3 separate regions of the Sus scrofa genome follow, and all the other regions are linked to region 2. Evidence: chromatin contacts called from public HiChIP or PLAC-seq data. All regions are on one chromosome and are shown on one strand. Each heading gives the region's core, a stretch centred on a gene start, on an enhancer-like site or on the middle of the called end of the contact. The rest is flanking DNA. Distances are from core to core; before and after follow the strand shown. Region 1 has its middle 110 kb from the start of NDUFV2. Region 2 overlaps MTCL1 (microtubule cross-linking factor 1). Region 3 has its middle 92 kb from the start of NDUFV2.

The links. HiChIP or PLAC-seq counts read pairs in DNA pulled down with a chosen protein or histone mark.
Region 1: a contact with region 2 is called in an H3K27ac HiChIP or PLAC-seq map of alveolar macrophages. The contact joins two enhancer-like sites. A contact is called at or near these places in 2 of 2 datasets of contacts at active chromatin or transcription factors (alveolar macrophages and skeletal muscle).
Region 3: an H3K27ac HiChIP or PLAC-seq map of alveolar macrophages shows a contact between it and region 2. The contact joins two enhancer-like sites. A contact is called at or near these places in 2 of 2 datasets of contacts at active chromatin or transcription factors (alveolar macrophages and skeletal muscle).

The regions. Positions count from the first base shown.
Region 1 is chr6:98,963,144-98,967,110 of Sscrofa11.1, forward strand. No RefSeq gene overlaps it. Among named protein-coding and RNA genes, the nearest start is that of NDUFV2, 110 kb to the left of the region's middle. Within about 2 kb of position 1,523, at least 15 of the 83 cell types and tissues checked have an H3K27ac peak or open chromatin away from gene starts, as enhancers often do. A contact at or near this core is called in alveolar macrophages, where this site is marked.
Region 2 is chr6:99,111,885-99,115,402 of Sscrofa11.1, forward strand. The region is part of intron 4 of MTCL1 (microtubule cross-linking factor 1); the gene reads right to left. Among named protein-coding and RNA genes, the nearest start is that of MTCL1, 65 kb to the right of the region's middle. Within about 2 kb of position 1,682, at least 9 of the 83 cell types and tissues checked have an H3K27ac peak or open chromatin away from gene starts, as enhancers often do. A contact at or near this core is called in alveolar macrophages, where this site is marked.
Region 3 is chr6:98,942,363-98,946,457 of Sscrofa11.1, forward strand. No RefSeq gene overlaps it. Among named protein-coding and RNA genes, the nearest start is that of NDUFV2, 92 kb to the left of the region's middle. Within about 2 kb of position 2,514, at least 4 of the 83 cell types and tissues checked have an H3K27ac peak or open chromatin away from gene starts, as enhancers often do. A contact at or near this core is called in alveolar macrophages, where this site is marked.

The DNA.
Region 1 (3,967 bases), core at 273-2,772, 150 kb before region 2:
TTCCCTGAGTGTCTGCCCTGTGGGCCTCAGCGTCAGCCTCGGACGAGCAGGTGCGGCTCCTTAGGCAGCTCCCAAAAGTGCTTGAGGCCCGTCCGACCAACAAAGCTATCATCCATACTTCTGTCTAGCTGTTGTCTATTTATCTACCTACCTATCCATTTATCTAATATCTATATATCTTTATCTATCACATATCTATCTATCTTATCTACCTACCTACCTAGCTATCATCTATATCTATTTATCTACCTATTCTATCCATCTGTCATCTATTTATTATCTATCATCTATCTACCTACCTAGCTGTCACTTCATCTATCATCTATTTATCATCCATCTATCATCCATATATCCATTTTCTGTCATCTGTCTATCAATCATTATTCATCTGTCTGTCTGTCCGTCTGTCCATCCATCTAACTAGCTATCCATCTATATATGTACCTCCCTGCCTATCCTAGCTCAGACTGCTCTAACAAATCCCACAGACCTTTCTTTCCCACAGTCTGGGGCTGGGAAGTCCAAGACCAAGGCTCGGCCAGACCCAGTGTCTGGCAGGGGTCTTCTCCCTCCCTGATGGCCATCTTCTCACTGGTCCTCACATGGTGGGAGGGGTGATGTGTCTCCTTAAGAAGGACACTAATCCCATTCCAGAGGGCTCACCATCTAACCCCCTCCCTAAGGCCCCACCTCCTAATACATCATGGTGGGGTTGGGTTTCAATGTTTGAGTTTGGGGAGGATGCAAACCTTCAGCCCATGGCACCACCTGCCTCTCCATCTCCTGGGGATTCTGCTGCTCTGAGCCCCGAGGAGCCATCCTACCTGCTCCCTGAGCTATTCAGACTCGCTGTCACCCTGGGCTGTAGCCCCCTGTAATCCCCTGTGTTTTCCTGCTATTCAGGCTTCCCTTAGTATGACATCTGTGTCCCCATCTGAGGGCAGGCACTTAAGTGTGGCTACTTCTCAGCTGTGTTTCTGGGTGAACACAGTCTCTGGCATTTAGTAGGGGCTCAAGGAACACAGAGTGAGTTTTATTTCTGTCACATCTTTTCCCTTGTTCAGCAGGAATGTGTCCTTCTGTTAGGAGCTGGGAAACAGGTCCACCTCTGGTGCATAGAGGGCAGGAAAGCTTGACATGCAGCACCTGTGGGAAGAACCAAGCATCTGGTTCTGCAATCTTTGGGCAAATAAATTGAGAAATCTTGTGTATAAATCATCCCCATGCTTTTCTCTTTGGGCAAGTATGTGTCCACATGCACACCAGCTCCCCCACTGCATCCTTCCTGTTTCTTACATGTGTTTGTAAGTGTGTGATGAGGGTAAATCCTGCCAGGGCAGCCAAGGCTGGGAGCCTCGGCCACAGAAGGCTGATTTCCCTTGTTGTGAGGCCTGAGTCAGGTTATTTCAGCTCTTAATTTCCCCTTCTGCTAAACCGGTAAAACCAGTCAATTTCTCAAGGGGCTGAGACAGCCTGCTTCCACCAGTTTATATTTATTTCTTCAGTCTGGCATCTCCCCCCGCCAGCTTTGCTCATCTCATGACCACGTGGCAGAATAGCATAATGTGGGGGAGATGCTTTTGTTCTTGATAAAAGAGGATGCTTAAGGGCAAAGTCTAAAGTCCTGCCCTTGTAAGGTTTTCTTTTGGTGTGAAATATACATACCCTACAGTTTACCCTTTTAATCACTTGTGAGTGCTCAGCACAGTGTCACTAAGGTCATTCACAATGTTGTGCAACCATCCTCATCTCCATCTTGACAACATTTCACCCTCCCAAACTGAAAGTACCCATCGATTGGTGACCCCAACACTCCTCCCTCTCACCGCCCCTGGAAACCACCATCCTACTTTCTGTCTCTAGAAATTTGACTGTCTGGACACTTCATAGAAGTGGAATAAGGGAGTTCCTGTCATGGCTCAGCCGAAACAAATCTGACTAGTATCCATGAGGACGCAGGTTCGATCTCTGGCCTCGTTCAGTGGGTTAAGGATCTGGAGTTGCCATGATCAGGTTGCAGACACGGCTCGGATCAGGCATTGCTGTGGCTGTGCTGTAGGCCAGTGGCTCTGATTCGACCCATAGCCTGGGAACCTCCATATACTGCAAGGGCAGCCCTAAAAAGATAAAAGCCAAAAAAAAAAAAAAAATGGGATCATATAACATATATACATAACTTTTTTTTTTGACCACAGCATGCGGTGACTTGATGTAGGATCTCAGTTCCCAGACCAGGGATTGGACCCAGGCCGCAGTGGTGAAAGCATTGCGTCCTAAGCCCTAGACCACCAGGGAGCTCCCCGGAATGATGCAGTATTTGTTGTTTTGTGACTAACTTATGTCACTGATCATAATGGCCTCGAGGTTCTTCCATGTTGTAGCCGGTATCAGCATGTCCTTCATTTTTAAAGGCTGAATGATATTCCATTGTACGGGTGGACCACATTTATTTAGCCATTCATCCTTTGGTGCACACTGGGTTGTTTCTGCTTTTTGGCTATTGTGAACAATCCTACTATGAACTGTGTGGACTCTGTTTGAGCCCCTGCTTTCAATCCTTTTAGGTCTCTACCTAGATGTGGACTTGCTGGATCACTTGGTAATGCTATGTTTAATTTTTGGAGGCACTGCCATACTGTTTTCTCAACTCCTACTTGTTTCCTCTGCCAGCTCAGAGTCTGGACCAACAAGGTGGGATGGTAGGAGTTGTTAGGTTACGTTAGCACTGGCTGTGTCTGCAAGCCAGGAAGAGGGTCCTCACCAGACACCAGGCCCGCTGGCCTCCAACTTGGCCTTCTCAGCTTCCAGAACTGCAAGAGGCAAATGTCTATTGTTTTTCTTTAAAAAAGGGCTTTGTGACCCAGGCCGATTGGGAGAGTGGGATGGTGGGTGCTTTAGAAGCAGTCTTGGGTTCGTTGCATCCCAGTTGCACGACCCCGGGGAAATCACCAGCCACCTTGGCCAGTTCTCCTCCCCTATAAAGTGAGCAGGATCATGGAGGAAATTAAAACAGATGAAAATGCACAGAAAGTGGGAGTTCCCATTGTGGCTCACAAGTTGAGAGCCCAGCATAGTGTCCCTGAGGATGTGGGTGTGATCCCTGGCCCCACTCAGTAGATTCAGGATCTGGCATTGCTGCGAGCTGCAACATAGGTCACAGATGTGGCTTGGATCCCATGTTGCTGTGGCTGTGGTGTAGGTCTGAAGATGTAGCTCAATTTGACCCCTAACCTGGGAAGTTCTGTATGCCGCAGATGCAACCCTAAAAAGAAAAAAAAAGAGGAGTTCCTATGTGGCTCAGTGGACATAGTCCGACTAGTATCCATGAGGATGTGGGTCTGATCCCTGGCCTTGCTCAGTGGGTTAAGGATCTGGCATTGCCTTGAGCTGCCATGCTTGGATCCATGTTGCTGTGGCTGTGGTATAGGCTGGCAGCTGCAGCTCTGATTCAACCCCTAACCTGGGAACCTCCATGTGCTGCACCTGCAGCCCTAAAAAAAAAGAAAAAAGAAAAAAGAAAATACACAGAAAGCATTTTGTATAGTGCCTGGCACAGAAGAGAGGCTCTGCGTTGTGCGGTCACACCCTCTCTACCCGGAAGTCCCTTGTCCTTGGCATGCTGCATTCTTCTAGCGAACACCCACTCCCTACCCCACCCTCATTCTTTCCTGGCCTCCCTCTCTGCAGGTGCCACTTGGAAAGTCACCCTATCACATCTCGCCCAGGGCTGAAGGCTTATAATTTATTTATTTTTTTTATTTTTTTGTTTTTTTTTGTTTTGTTTTGTTTTGTTTTTGCCATTTCTAGGGCCACACCAGTGGCATATGGAGGTTCCCAGGCTAGGGGTCCAATTGGAGCTGTAGCGCCGGCCTACGCCAGAGCCATAGCAACGTGGCATCTGAGCCACGTCTGCAACCTACACCACAGCTCACGGCAACGCCGGATCCTTTAACCCACTGTGCAAGGC
Region 2 (3,518 bases), core at 432-2,931:
GCAGGTATGACCATTAAAAATAATAATAAATAAACCACTTATAGTATTAAAAAAGCAAAGTATAAAATGGGAGATAAAAAGGTTTTTTGAACACAAGACAGACAAAAAAATTATAATATTTTGCAGGTAACAGGAAAATCATTTTACTAAGAGAATAAACAAATGGCCATGAACACGATAACTAGTAATTAAAACAACAAGGTATCAGTTCTCACTTAGAGATTTTTGGACTAAAAGAAGTTTGACACAGCATTAGCAAGTGTCTGCCACAGAGGCAGCACCCCCCCCTGCACTGATCAGTAACAGTAAGGGGTCCCACTGAACTTCAGACAAGTACACACAGGAATCCCACACCTGGGAATGTCCCCTATGGATAAACACAGCAATGTTTGAAGATTTATGAATGAATCAAGAATGCTGATCACAGTACCTTTTATAACAGTAAGTGAATACTGCACAGGGTTATTAAAATGATGTTTCTGAAGAATACGTTAAGATTCAGGAAATGGAAAGGAAAGTGAAGGTGACAAACAGCATGCATTTTTTTTTTTTTTTTTTTGTCTTTTGTCTTTTTGTTGTTGTTGTTGTTGTTGCTATTTCTTCCCTTTTTTTTTTTTTGCCTTTCTCTAGGTCCGCTCCTGTGGCATATGGAGATTCCCAGCCTAGGGGTTGAATCGGAGCTGTAGCCACCGGCCTACGCCAGAGCCACAGCAACGTGGGATCCGAGCCGCGTCTGCAACCCACACCACAGCTCACGGCAACGCCGGATCGTTAACCCACTGAGCAAGGCCAGGGACCGAACCCGCAACCTCATGGTTCCTAGTCGGATTCGTTAACCACTGCGCCACGACGGGAACTCCACAGCATGCATTTTGTAATTTCAATTTATATCTAAAAAATTACCAGTATACATACGTATTACATGTGTATGTGAGAAAAGCAGGACTAGAGAAATGTGCATTAAAATGTTAATAGTGGGGAGTTCCCATCATAGCGCAGCAGAAATGAATCCAACGAGGAACCATGAGGTTGTGGGTTCCATCCCTGGCCTTGCTCAGTGGGTTGAGGATCTGGCGTTGCTGTGGCTGTGGTGTAGGCCGGCAACTGTAGCTCCGATTAGACCCCTACGCTGGAAACTTCCATGTGCCGCACTTGCGGCCCTAAAAAGCCAAAAAAAAAAAAAAAAGTTAATAGTGATCCTGTTCAGATGATGGAATTATGGGTGATTCTAATTTTCTTATCTGTGGCTTTTCCAAGTTTCTAAATTATCTATAGTGAATACAATTTCCTTTGCAATTAACACAAAAACAGGAAACTAAAATCTGTAAAGAGGTCAGAGACAAGAGGCTGTCACCGACACCCCATGCAGAATCACAGCGCACTTCACCGGAAGTTATCCACGCCAACTTCTGGGTCTCCTCCCACAAGGCGATGTTGTTTTTCTAGGTCTGGTCCTTGAAGGGTAACTGATCCAGATACCCTTGGTGAAGAAGACCAGGGAGCCCCCGAGGGTTCCCCACAGCACCACAGGTCCTCTGCACACACTCCCTCAGCATGGCGGGGCCCCTGCATACTCCCCCCCCTCCCCTGGCTGTACCTGCCAGCCACCCTGCGTACAGGGATATTTTACGAGCATCATGCCTGTTCACCCGTCTGATGACTCAGAGCCAGCGGACAGTCTCTTCCAAGAAACAGTAAGGAAAGGGGTCAATGTCAAGAACCCAGAAGGGGGACTGGCCTGTGACTCAAGCCCACTTCCTTTTCAAATCTGGCCAACTGCCAGCACATCAACTCTCAAGTCCTATTGAAAAGGAAAAGAATTCAGCTTGAATCCCAACTGAATCCACCTAAGGCTGACGCATTTGCTGAGTAATGAATGAATATGATTCAATACAATCTGAAGTTAGGCAATTATTTGGACTTTCACATCAATTCTTGATGTTTCTTAATTTAAATGAGCCAGTGTCCTCCAAGCAATTTCAGAGAAACTATCAAGCTCTCAATTGCTAAAAAGGTTCAGAGACAGACGTTGGGCTTAAAATTTAGATTGGGAATAAAAGGAGGCAAATGAAAATTAGGATGCTCTCACACTGTGAGTCCTGAGGGAAAGTGGGTACAGATGTAGGCAAAAGAGTTTCTGAATTCTTACAGATTCCTATTATTTAGAAAGTCATTTGGACTTTGGGGCTGACTGGTAGCACGCAGTTATACCATCAGAATGAGACAACGAAGGGGCCCAGGTCTCTGTCCGGTTAGCAGGATGATGTCGAGCTTCTCTGACCCACACTGTGGTTCTCTTTTCAGTGTGACCAGATGTGAAGAATGGGAATGATCAGCTTCTTCAGCCAGAAGCACCAGGTTATGGCGGGACGATGCCTCCCCTCCACTTACCCCTAAAGGTCTCCCAGGGAGACGGGTTCCCTCCATTCTGAAGTCAGCTGCACCACCAATACACTGCTGGGTCCAACGCACTTGGCCCCTGGGACTTGGTGGAAAACCCTCCACGGCCAAAAAGGGAAGGGCTCCTTTTTCCTGGGCCAGCCTGGAAAGACCACGATGACGTTAACGCCCATTTGGGAGTTCCCACTGTGGCTCAGACGGTTAAGAACCCTACATAGTGTCCATGAGGATGGAGGTGCGATCCCTGGCCTCATTCAGTGAGTTAAGGTTGCTGTGTTGCCGCAAGCTGCGACACAGCACGCAGAGGCAGCTCAGATTTGGTGTGGCTGTGACGTAGGCCTCAGCCGCAGCTCCAATTTGACCCCTAACCCAAGAGCTTCCATATACTACAGGTGTGGCCACAAGAACAAAGAAACAAAAAAACCCTGCCTTTGGTTGGACACTTCCTGGTCCAGGCACAGTGTTAAACCTTCATGACACATCTAACCTAACTTCTCCAGGGAGCCTGAGACAGAGGACATAGATGATATATTCTAATCACTGGGTAACAGACAAGAAAAGGGTCAGGTCATGCTTCAGGGTCCCCCAATCTTGGAGGTGGGGCACCAACGTGACCCTGATGCCAAGCCCTCACTCACAGTCACAGGCCTCTCAACCCAGAGCTGCCTGCCAAGCCCCGGCAGCCCCATCTCCCGAGTGGGGCTGGTTTTCTTTTTGTTTTTCTCGAGGTTTCTGAGCCCCAGGTTGCTGGGTTTTGTTTTATTTTGTTTTTTCAACCAAAGAGTCTTTCCTTTCTTTAGCCAAAGAGGACAAAGAACTGTCGCAGGAATGGTTGTGCACTGCCACACTCACGAGGTAGCTCACAGCAGTGAAAATGTTTGTGGGGGCTCTGATGCTTTCCGAAGGATCTGAGGCTGCAGACAGCAAAAGCCCTTATTTGGAAAAGACGAGAAAACTATTATCAGAGGACAAAATACCACAAAGAAAATGAGGAGGAGAGGAGGAAAGTTATATTGAGACACTTTGGCAGAAGAAAGGTACAGCCGTCAAAGTCAGGGCTGGGGGCAGAGAAAAAGCCCGGCCACATGGCAAATCGTCCAGGGCCACCAGGCCCTTCT
Region 3 (4,095 bases), core at 1,264-3,763, 170 kb before region 2:
ATTACCTTTGTGTTGTTTACTGCTGGACTGGATGCTTTCCTGTCATCTTATTTGCGTTTTCCATTTACCACAGTGCCCCCCTCCACCTCCCCAGGTCCTGACTTTTATTGAATTGATTTGGTTTTTCTTTGCCTAGCCTTCCTCCCATTACTTTAACAAATTATCTATTATTCTCAATTTATTTTTTATTTTTTATTTTTATGGCTGCACCTGTGGCACATGGAAGTTCCCTGGGCCAGGGATTGAATACAAGCCACAGCTGTGACCTATGCCACAGCTGCAGCAATGCCCAATCCTCTAACCCACTGTACCAGGCCGGAGATCAAACCTCAGCCTCAGCAGCAACCTGAGCTGCTGCAATCAAATTCTTAACCCGGTGAGCCACAGTGGAAACGCCCAGTTTTTTTGTTTTTTGTTTTTTTAGATTTATATTTCAATTCACTAATTTTCTTTTTTAGCTGGGTCTAAAGTACTATTTTCCTACCTACAAGCTTTTAATTTTAGTAACTATACCATTTGTTCCCACAGTTTATACATGGTTCCTTTTCAAAAACATGTGTTCTTTTCCCATGTTACCCTATACTTGACTATGGTTTCTATATCTTCTTTTCCCTCTAAATATTTTAAACAAACTTGGTTAATAAGCCTTTCCAGCTTAGTCCATTACCTTCAGTTTGAAGAGTGCAGTCTCCTGTTGGCTGTTCCTTGTGATTCTCTTCCTTGGTGGGGTCTGTACATTTTTCCTGTGAGTGTACCTTCAGTGAAGGTGCTCAGGGCGTCGTGTATCCAGGGGCACTGTGGTTTGCTTGGGCTGCTGTGGAAAGTATCACAGCCTGGGACTCAAATACAGGTGTTTCCTCAAGTGAGTAAGTGTGGAGGCTGGAGGCCCAGGCTCGAGGTGTGGGCGGGGCTACTCCTCCTGAGGCCTCTCTCGTTGGCTCGCACACAGCCACCTTCTCCCTGTGTCCATGTGGCCTTTCCTCTGTGTACACCCTTGGGGTCCCTTCCTCTTCGTACAAGGACACCAGTCCCATAGGTTCGGGGACCCACCCCATGACCTCATGTAACCTTAATTACATCCTTACAGGCTCAGTCTCCAACTACAGTCATGTTGGGGGGCCAGAGCTTCAATATATGAATGATGGGAGCACATAATTCGTTTTTGTTTGTTCGTTTTTTGTCTTTTCGTCTCTTCTTAGGGCCACACCCGCGGCATGTGGAGGTTCTCAGGCTGCCAGCCTACACCATAGCTCATGGCAACACCAGATCCTTAACCCACTGAGCAAGGCCAGGGATCAAACCCGCAACCTCATGGTTCCTAGATGGATTCATTTCTGCTGCACCATGACGGCAACTCCATAATTCATTTTATAACAAGAATCAGGGAATTTTTTTTTTTTTCTTCTTGGGGCCGCAACTGAGGTATATGGAAATTCCTGGGCCAGGGGTTGAATCAGAGATGCAGCTGCAGGCCTACACCACAGGCATATCAACGCCTGATCCAAGATGTGACCTATGCCACAGCTTGCAGCAACACTGTATCCTTAACCCACTGAGTGAAGCCAGGGATCAAACCCACATCCTCACAGACACTATGTTGAGCCCTTAACCCACCAAGCCACAGTGGGAACTCCAAGAAATGTCTTTATAGGACAGTTTTCCATGGACCTCTGCTATATTACTGGTGGTTCCAAACACCCAGATCAGAAGAATCTTTCTATTAATTTCTTAGCTTGGGGGTTTTCTCACCAAATCCAAATTGTAAATTCAGACCTCACGCCTCCACTTTGGCATGCTCTGGGAGGCTCTTTTTATCTAGGAACCAGAGTGGACGGCAATCATCCTGTTTCTTCCTCAGGAAAATAGCGAGAGATTTTCTACTCCTAAGTTTATGAAAGGGATGTGCTTTTGAGATTCCTGACAGTATAGAAGTTTTTTTCGTTTGTCTGTTTTTGCTTTTTAGGGCCGCACCCAGCTTAGGGGTCCAATCAGAGCTGTAGCTGCTGGCCTATACCACAGCTCACAGCAATACCCACTTAACATCTGGTTAAGGTTTGGATCCTTAACCCGCTGAGCAAGGTCAGGGATCGAACCTGCATCCTCATGGATACTAGTCATGTTTGCTAACTGCTGAGCCACGACAGGAAATCCCCTCAGTGTGTGTGTTAAAATCTCAGCTCCTAGGGGTAAGATGTTTATGTGAGTCTGATGTCCCCAGGCCACCTGCTTCTGCTCTTAATTGCCACTCTGGCTACAGGTTCCTTTCCTAAGTTAAGTAAGCTGGGTTCTGCTCTTACCTCTGTTTTAGGGGGATATATGTGTTTAGAGAGAGATGGTGGCGAAGGGCAATGAGACCCTTCTATGTCCGCTCAGTCCATGATATTGGCTGAAAATCATAGTTCGAGAAAGCCTGTCGGCTTTCACTGACCACCCCCCCCCACCCCCGACTATGGCCAGTGAAAATTCTTCAGTTTCAAAGCTCTGGTTTTCTGCTGTACATTGTGCCACTTCCCTATTTCATAAATGAGAGACGCCTTTCACTCTTAGCTTGTAGAGTGGAGGTTGTTATGGATGAGTGGTCAAGTTCCTCATGCTGTAAGTTTACATTTTATCTGCTCCTCTCTTGAGAAGATTCATCTCCACCTGCCTTCCTTGGGGAAACAGTACCCCCCATCTCTCTTAAAACTACAAATTTGAATTCTCTTGTAGGGCAGCAGGTTAAGAACCCGCCTAGTATCCATGAAGATGTGGGTTCAATCCATGGCCTCGCTCACTAGGTTAAGGATCTGCTGTTGCCATGAGCAACAAAGCGTAGGCCACAGATGCAGCTCAGATCCACACTGCTGTGGCTGTGGTGGAGGCTGGCAGCTGCAGCTCCATATTGACCCCTAGCCAGAGAATTTCCATGTGCTGTGGGTGCAGCCCTAACAAAAAAGAAAAGAAAAAAAAAAACAAAAAACCCTACGAACTCAACAAAAATAATTGTCACCAGGGGAAAAGATTTTATTCACTCTATGGCCATTAAAACATGGTTGGTGTTTCTGTTTAAAAAAAAAGGATGAAAAATACATCAACGCCTGGATGTCTTTTCTGAGGTGACGTCATGACCTCATAGGTCACAAGACTCCTGAACTGTCTCAGTGATGCACAGCTGTGGTGGGGACGGCAACCAGCACATACCAGCACACCTTCTCTGGCTCACAGCTCCTTACTTTCCAGGCAGAGGCTCAGCGTGGACCCCAGGGAGCTCCGCCCTGACAGCCGTGATGAGCCGAAGATGATGGAGAAGCCATTCCCAGTGGGATTTGCGTAATAGATTATTTCACAGTAGAGGAAGTGATAACAATACCTACAAAAATGGGGGGGGGGGAGAGCCAAGAGGTAATGGATTTCTTGGCTCTATTTTCAGCAACACGGGTAGGACTTAAGTTTTTTGTTTTTTTTTTTTTTTTTTGTCTTTTTTGTCTTTTTGTCTTTTGTTGTTGTTGTTGTTGCTATTTCCTGGGCCGCTCCGGCGGCATATGGAGGTTCCCAGGCTAGGGGTTGAATCGGAGCTGTAGCCACCGGCCTACGCCAGAGCCACAGCAACGCAGGATCCGAGCCGCGTCTGCAACCTACACCACAGCTCACGGCAACGCCGGATCGTTAACCCACTGAGCAAGGGCAGGGACCGAACCCGCAACCTCATGGTTCCTAGTCGGATTCGTTAACCACTGTGCCACGACGGGAACTCCAGGACTTAAGTTTTAAGAAATTTGACTCTATGCAATTTAAGAGCCTGCTAATTTCAACATTTGGAGTCCTCTGTGTTTGTTCTGTCTAATCATTTCCTTCTGAAGAAAAAGAGATCAATTCCATCAGAGGAGAAATGGAAAAAGGTGACAATCCACATCTCCCCACCCCCTGCCACAAATGACTTAAGTTGGAAACTTTTCAAGAAACTAAGAAAGATTCTACTGCTTAAAGACTTCCCGTGACTTAAATGCATCCTTTTCTTCCAAATGAACAGTTATTGGACAAATAGAGCCTTAAAGACCCTCTGACATGACAGAAGTGCTGCAGCTGAGCTTAAAAATATGAACGTGGACTATGCTT